2 separate regions of the Macaca mulatta genome follow, and region 1 is linked to region 2. Evidence: chromatin contacts called from public Hi-C data. All regions are on one chromosome and are shown on one strand. Each heading gives the region's core, a stretch centred on a gene start, on an enhancer-like site or on the middle of the called end of the contact. The rest is flanking DNA. Distances are from core to core; before and after follow the strand shown.

Region 1 (2,929 bases), core at 372-2,871, 230 kb before region 2:
TTTTTTTTTCCTCTTAAGTTTTTGCTTTGTAAATTTTTGTATTTTTAAATTCTGGATTTTTTTTTTTCTTTTCTTCTTCCCAGACAGGGTCTTGCTCTATTTCCCAGGCTGGAGTGCAGTGGCGCTATTGCACTATCTCGAGTAACACCAGCCTCGACTTCCCAGGCTCATGTGATCCTCCCACCTCAGCCTCCCAAATAGCTGGGACAACAGATGCACATCACCACACTCACGTCACTTTTGTTAGTCTCGCTATATTGCCCAGGCTGGGTTTGAACTCCTGGGCTCAAGTGATCTGTCCACTTGGGCCTCCTAAAGTGTTGGTATTACAGGTGTGAGCCACCACTCCCAGCCTCTTCTGGAATTTATTTTTGAATGTTCTTGCTTTAAATGGAAAGTCAATTAAAACCAGGATCATTGGCCGGGCGCGGTGGCTCGTGTCTGTAATCCCAGCACTTTGGGAGGCCGAGGCGGGCGGATCACCTGAGGTCGGGAGTTCGAGACCACCCTGACCAACGTGGAGAAAACCCGTCTCTACTAAAAATACAAAATTAGCCGGGCGTGGTGGCGCATGCCTGTAATCCCAGCTACTCAGGAAGGTTGAGGCAGGAGAATCGCTTGAACCAGAGAGGCGGAAGTTGCGGTGAGCCAAGATCGTGCCATTGCACTCCAGCCTGGGCAACAGCAGCAAAACTCTAATTCAAAATAAATAAATAATAAATAAATAAAACAAACCAAAATAAAAAAAAAACTAGGATCATTTCTCAAATAAACTATTGGTTTGTCACTTAATTGATTTGTCACGTTTGCTTTTTATTATATTGTACTTCTAGATTTTATCCCTGACTACTCAACTATTTGTCCAGGGTAACATAGGAGCATTACGTTAGAATATAGTAGCGTTGGAGTGGGTTAAAATGTTGGTTCTCGGTAAGTAAAATTTAAGTGTCCCACCAGAAAGAGGACTGCGATATTTCGTGGTTGAGGTCATAGGTAACAGGAGACAAGGTAGGCAAAAAGGGGTAAAGTTTAAGGCTCTGCAGACAAATGTTAGGTGCTGTTATTGCAAAATTGAACAAAGAACAAGAATCTTGGGCTTGAAACGCTGGACTTTTCCCTTGAAACAACCATTCACAGTATAGGGACTGAAGGGTCAGCTGTGAGGCAGCCGAGCTAGCGCCCTATCCCCACAAAGGGAGTAAAAGACCACGACGGGTAGCGGGAAAAAAATAAGTGCTGCGTCCAAGAATTCAGGAGTCAGTCCATGTCGCAGAACAGGGAGAAGGACTGGGAAGAAAAGGCTAGCAAGGAACCTAGGAACAGAGGAGTCTCTCGGGAGGAGGTTATGGAAGGCGCAGCGGGCGATGGGTCTCTCCTGAAGGCGGCTTGTCGGGGATTCCCTATTCCGCAGTCCTCTGGGAGACGCAGAGAGTTAGGAAGGGCCGTGCAGCAGCGTCGCAGCCCGGCTGGCAGCGGGAGAGGGATAGGCAGTGAGGCCTCTCCCCACGCCCTGCCAGCCCAGCTGCCGCCGCCGCCACCGCGGGGCCCGGGATTGGCCCGAGGGCGGTGCAGGGCGGGGCGGGGGCTGCTGGGATGACGGCCTGAGAGGCTCGCGCGCGCGCACACGGGCGCGGGTACGGCGGCGGCGCGCGCGTGCTCCGTCGGCCTGTGCGGCTGCTGCGGCGGAGCGGGCCATGGCAGTGGGAGGCGGGCGAGTGTAGTGGTGCGCGGGGCAGGCGGGAGGTGGATCGAGAGAGGCAGGGATGGGGGCGCCGGAGCGGAGCGGTTGCGGCGGCCTGGGCTGCTGACCGCGCACTTGGAATAGTAGCAGGCGGCGGCGGCGGCGGAGCGCCAGGCAGGTGAGTGCGGCGGCGCGGGACCCGGATGCGGCGCGGCTGAGGGGCGGCTGGGTCGCGGCGCCGGCTGCGGTGCCCCCGGGCGGGCTGGCGGTGCGCTCTAGCTTGCTGCTACCTGCGGTGCTGGCGACTCTTGTGGTCGCACCGCGCTTCCTGGCAGCTTGGAGGATAACCGCCTGCCGGCCGGTGGGGGCGCCTGGCTTGGTTGCGGCCCGCCCGGGGCTCTCCAAGGTGAGTGGCGCCCCCCGGCCCCCGGGCGGCAGAGACACTGCCGGGCGTCCCGGGCCACTGGCGCTTTGGGTCCCGTTCCTGATGGGCGTCTCTGTGGAGAGACGGCGTCGCGTGTATATGCGGACATCTCCGGAACTTCCCGACCCTCAGGTGCCTTTTTGCGCAGAAGTGTATTTCAGAGGCGTGGACCCAGGGTTATTAGGTTACGAACGTGTTTTCGAATCCCAACGCCGAAGCTGACCAGTCCTGGGGCGTTGGACCAAAATATCCTGTTGTGTTAAATGGAAATAATAATACATACACCATACGGTTGTTTTGAGGTTAGGCATAACTGAACAAGTGCTAAGTAAATGATATCCCTGCTGCAGCATCTCGTGTTAGCTGTTGCTAATTCCTGGCTGCTGGCGTGCGTTTGGGGGCACATTTATTTCCGATCTGCTCTGGTGTTGCAATAACCGATACTGGAGTTGCTTAATATTGGAGCCTGTTACCTCGCAGTGGCCGAAATAGAATCCTATAGTCTCTTTACTAGAATCCTGCAGTCTCTTTTCCCGCAGGGGCTGAATTGGAAGCCTGTCTCAGATACTGAGTGGGAATTACTGCTGAAATGAAACCAAGCGAATTCGGGATTCGCTTAGGATGAAAGATGGTGGGACATAAACTTAAAGTGCTTTGCTGTTTCATCTCAAGTGACGCTTGAACTCTGCCACTTGTTACAGAGTATAAACACACGAAGAGTATGGAAACAGACTCTTTTTTTCTGCATTGCTACATCCAAAGGGAGTGACAAGTGCTTTTGTAAACATCATTGTGGGCAGTGTGACTGTCTGGTGAAGTCATGA
Region 2 (2,953 bases), core at 158-2,657:
CAGTCAGGAAGCTCCTCGAGCCAAGTATTCCCAAATGCTACTTACTGGAGGTACAAAAATGAGAATAACTTTTCTGAAGTTATTCATTTCACAATCTATACCAGAAGCCTTGTGGTAGAGATTGTAGATTCTATCTTGTTTTAGAACGAATCTTGTGGGATTCATTCTACACAAATGATCATGCTCAAAATCCCAGATGCAACGGTGCTCAGTTAATTACTTTTTGCAATAACTAAAAACTGGAAACCACTTGGGTGCTCACAATCAGGGAGAAACTACCTTTAGTAAATCACATTCCAGTCAAAGCCATGCCAGGAGTCAGGGATAGATGAGGCAGTCAACCTGGCACACAGGAATGTACAGTCTAGTGTGGCCAATAAAAAGGACGCAGAAAAACATTTAAAGATACGGGTAAATGCATGTGATGTATTATTAAGACAATGAGGCCGAAGGTTGAGGCTGCAGCAGTGAGCCGAGATCGCGCCACTGCATCATTCCAGCCTGGGCGACAGGGCGAGATCCTGTCTCAAAGGAGAGGGAGCGAGCGAGAGCGAGCGAGCGTGTTTCAGCACTTTATGATGCAGGTTCTGCAAAAATAAGCCCCGCTCATATTACAAGGAAAAACCGTCTGGAAGAAAATACATCTTCATGTTAACCCAGCTTGTCTCTGGGGAACACGGGCACGGCTGCTTTGCTTGCTTCCTTGTTGCTTTCTGTTCTTTTTTTCGACAGTGACAAATATTATATTTAGAGTTCGCGAACAGGCCGGAGGCGGGTGCGGCAGGTCGCGGGGCAGGGCCTGGCCAGGCAGGGACGGCCAGGCAGGGACGCCCCCGCACCGCCCCGGTCTGGCCCCGCGCCCCGCCGCACCTCTACCTTTACCCGCGGTGAGCGGGAGCCGGGTCCCGCCCCAAGGCCTGGGATCACCGGCGGGCCGGCTGGAAGCGTCCGGAACTCACCCAACGCCTCACCCGCCTGGGTCTCACCGACCGCGCAGACACCTCCCGCCGCCGCCGCCGCCCAGAGATGGCCGCCGCCTGCGCAGCAGGGCCGAGGGCGTGGGGATGCCGGGGGCTGTGCGCAGGGGCTTCCAGGGTGCGGAGCTGACGGGCCCGAGGCGTCCAGGCGGGCGCAGGCGCGACCCCGACCCCACCCGGGCTGCTACCTCACCTGCGCGCTGTGGGCCGTGGGAGGCTCTGGGGTAGGTTTCACCAAACAACCGGTTGGTTCCGACTCGGCTACGTAGGCCGCGTGGCCTTGCTTCCCTCGCAGAGAAACAGGCGCAGCCGGCGCGGAGGTTGAAAGCTCTGCGGGCGCGAGTACCAACGCGCCGACTGTTTGTCGCGCCTCAGGTCCCCTGGGGCGCCCAGTGCAGGAGGCCACCCCTCCCGCCGCCACGGACCCAACCCCGGTCCTCTGCCTTAGCCGAAGGCCGCACCCTCCGCACACAGGCCTTCCTCAGCCCCAACCCAGGACATCACCAGGTCCCGCAGTGCGTCCAGTCTTCCCGCCCGCAAGTGTGGGTAGGAGCCGGCCGCTGGCCCCGCGCTGGGCACAACCTGGTGGGCTAAACCAGCCCTGTGCCTGCTCTGCAGCTATGGGGAAGGGAAACCTGGTCATGGCAGCTATGGCATTCGCTCCTTAAAACCTCTTTATGGAGTCTCATTCCTTTTTTAAAGACCCAAACTACTTAAGGTGGGCATGAAGCCCCCATGTGTGATCTAGCCCCTGTCTGCTTGGCTTCATTTAGGTCCTTAAAGGATGCAGGTTTCTTCTCACCTAGGGCATCTGCAAATGCTCTTCCCTCTGCCTGAACACTCCTCACCTCTTCCCTGTTGTGAGTGTTCTTCATATATCATTTCTTAGGTTATACTATCCTGGCCTATGAGACTTTGCAGCATTGCTGGGTGTGGTGGCTCATACCTGTAATCATGGCATTTTGGGAGGCAGAGTGGCGGATCGCTTGAGTCCAGGAGTTCAAGACCAGCCCGGGCAACATGGCAAAAAAAAAAAAAAAAAAAAAAAAGAAAGAAAAAGAAAAAGAGAGCGAGAGAATGAGAAAAAAAGAAAGAAAATAATTAGCAGCTCAGGCCTGTAATCCCAGCTACTTGGGATGCTGAGGTGGGAGAAGTGCTTGGGCCCCAAAGGGAGGTAGAGGCTGTAGTGAGCTGTGATTGCACCATTACACTCCAGCCTGGGCAACAGAGCGAGACCCTGTTTCATTTAAAAAAAAAAAAAAAAACACACACACACACACACAAACCAGCCGGGCTCAGTGGCTCACACCTGTAATCCCAGCACTTTGGCACTTTGGGAGGCTGAGGCAGGCATGGCAAAACCCCATCTCTACTAAAAATACAAAACTTAGTGGGGTGTGGTGGTGCATGCCTGTAGTCCCAGCTACTTGGGAGACTGAGGCAGGAGAATTGCTTCAACCTGGGAGGTGGAGATTGCAGTGAGCTGAGATTGCGCCACTGCACTACAGCCTGGGTGAAGAGCAAGACTGTCTCAAAAAAAAAAAAAAAACCAAAAAAACAAAACAAACAAACAAAAAAAACAGCTGGGCACGGGGGCTCACACCTGTAATCCCAGCACTCTGGGAGGCCAGGGTGTGCGGATTGCCTGAGGTCAGGAGTTTGAGAGCAGCCTGGCCAATGTAGTGAAACCCTATCTCTACTAAAAATACAAAAATTAGCCGGGCGTGGTGGCATGCTTCTGTAATCCCAGCTACACAGGAGGCTGAGGCAGGAGAATGACTTGACCTCAGGAGGCAGAGGTTGCAGTGAGCTGAGATCACCTCACTGTACTGCAGCCTGAGCCACAGAGTGATACTTCATCTCAAAACAAAAACAAAAACAAAAAAAACACAAAGATTGCAGCACCAGGGATTCTTCTTCCTAGCCCCTTTCAGGGTGTGCAATAATTTGTGTAATTTTTGTTGAATGTGTAACTT

What was found. A called contact is a pair of places that touch in the nucleus more often than the background predicts.
Region 1: a Hi-C map of fetal cortical plate shows a contact between it and region 2, with 2.9 times the contacts expected there. The contact joins the promoter of PIK3CB here to the promoter of FAIM in region 2. A contact is called at or near these places in 2 of 14 Hi-C or Micro-C datasets (fetal cortex germinal zone and fetal cortical plate).

Annotation. Positions count from the first base shown.
Region 1 is chr2:41,844,897-41,847,825 of T2T-MMU8v2.0, reverse strand. PIK3CB (phosphatidylinositol-4,5-bisphosphate 3-kinase catalytic subunit beta) reads left to right here and starts at 1,621. Exons shown (of 23, transcript XM_077991523.1): 1 at 1,621-1,859.
Region 2 is chr2:41,611,678-41,614,630 of T2T-MMU8v2.0, reverse strand. It overlaps FAIM (Fas apoptotic inhibitory molecule), which reads right to left and starts at 1,407. Exons shown (of 6, transcript NM_001266110.1): 1 at 1,171-1,407.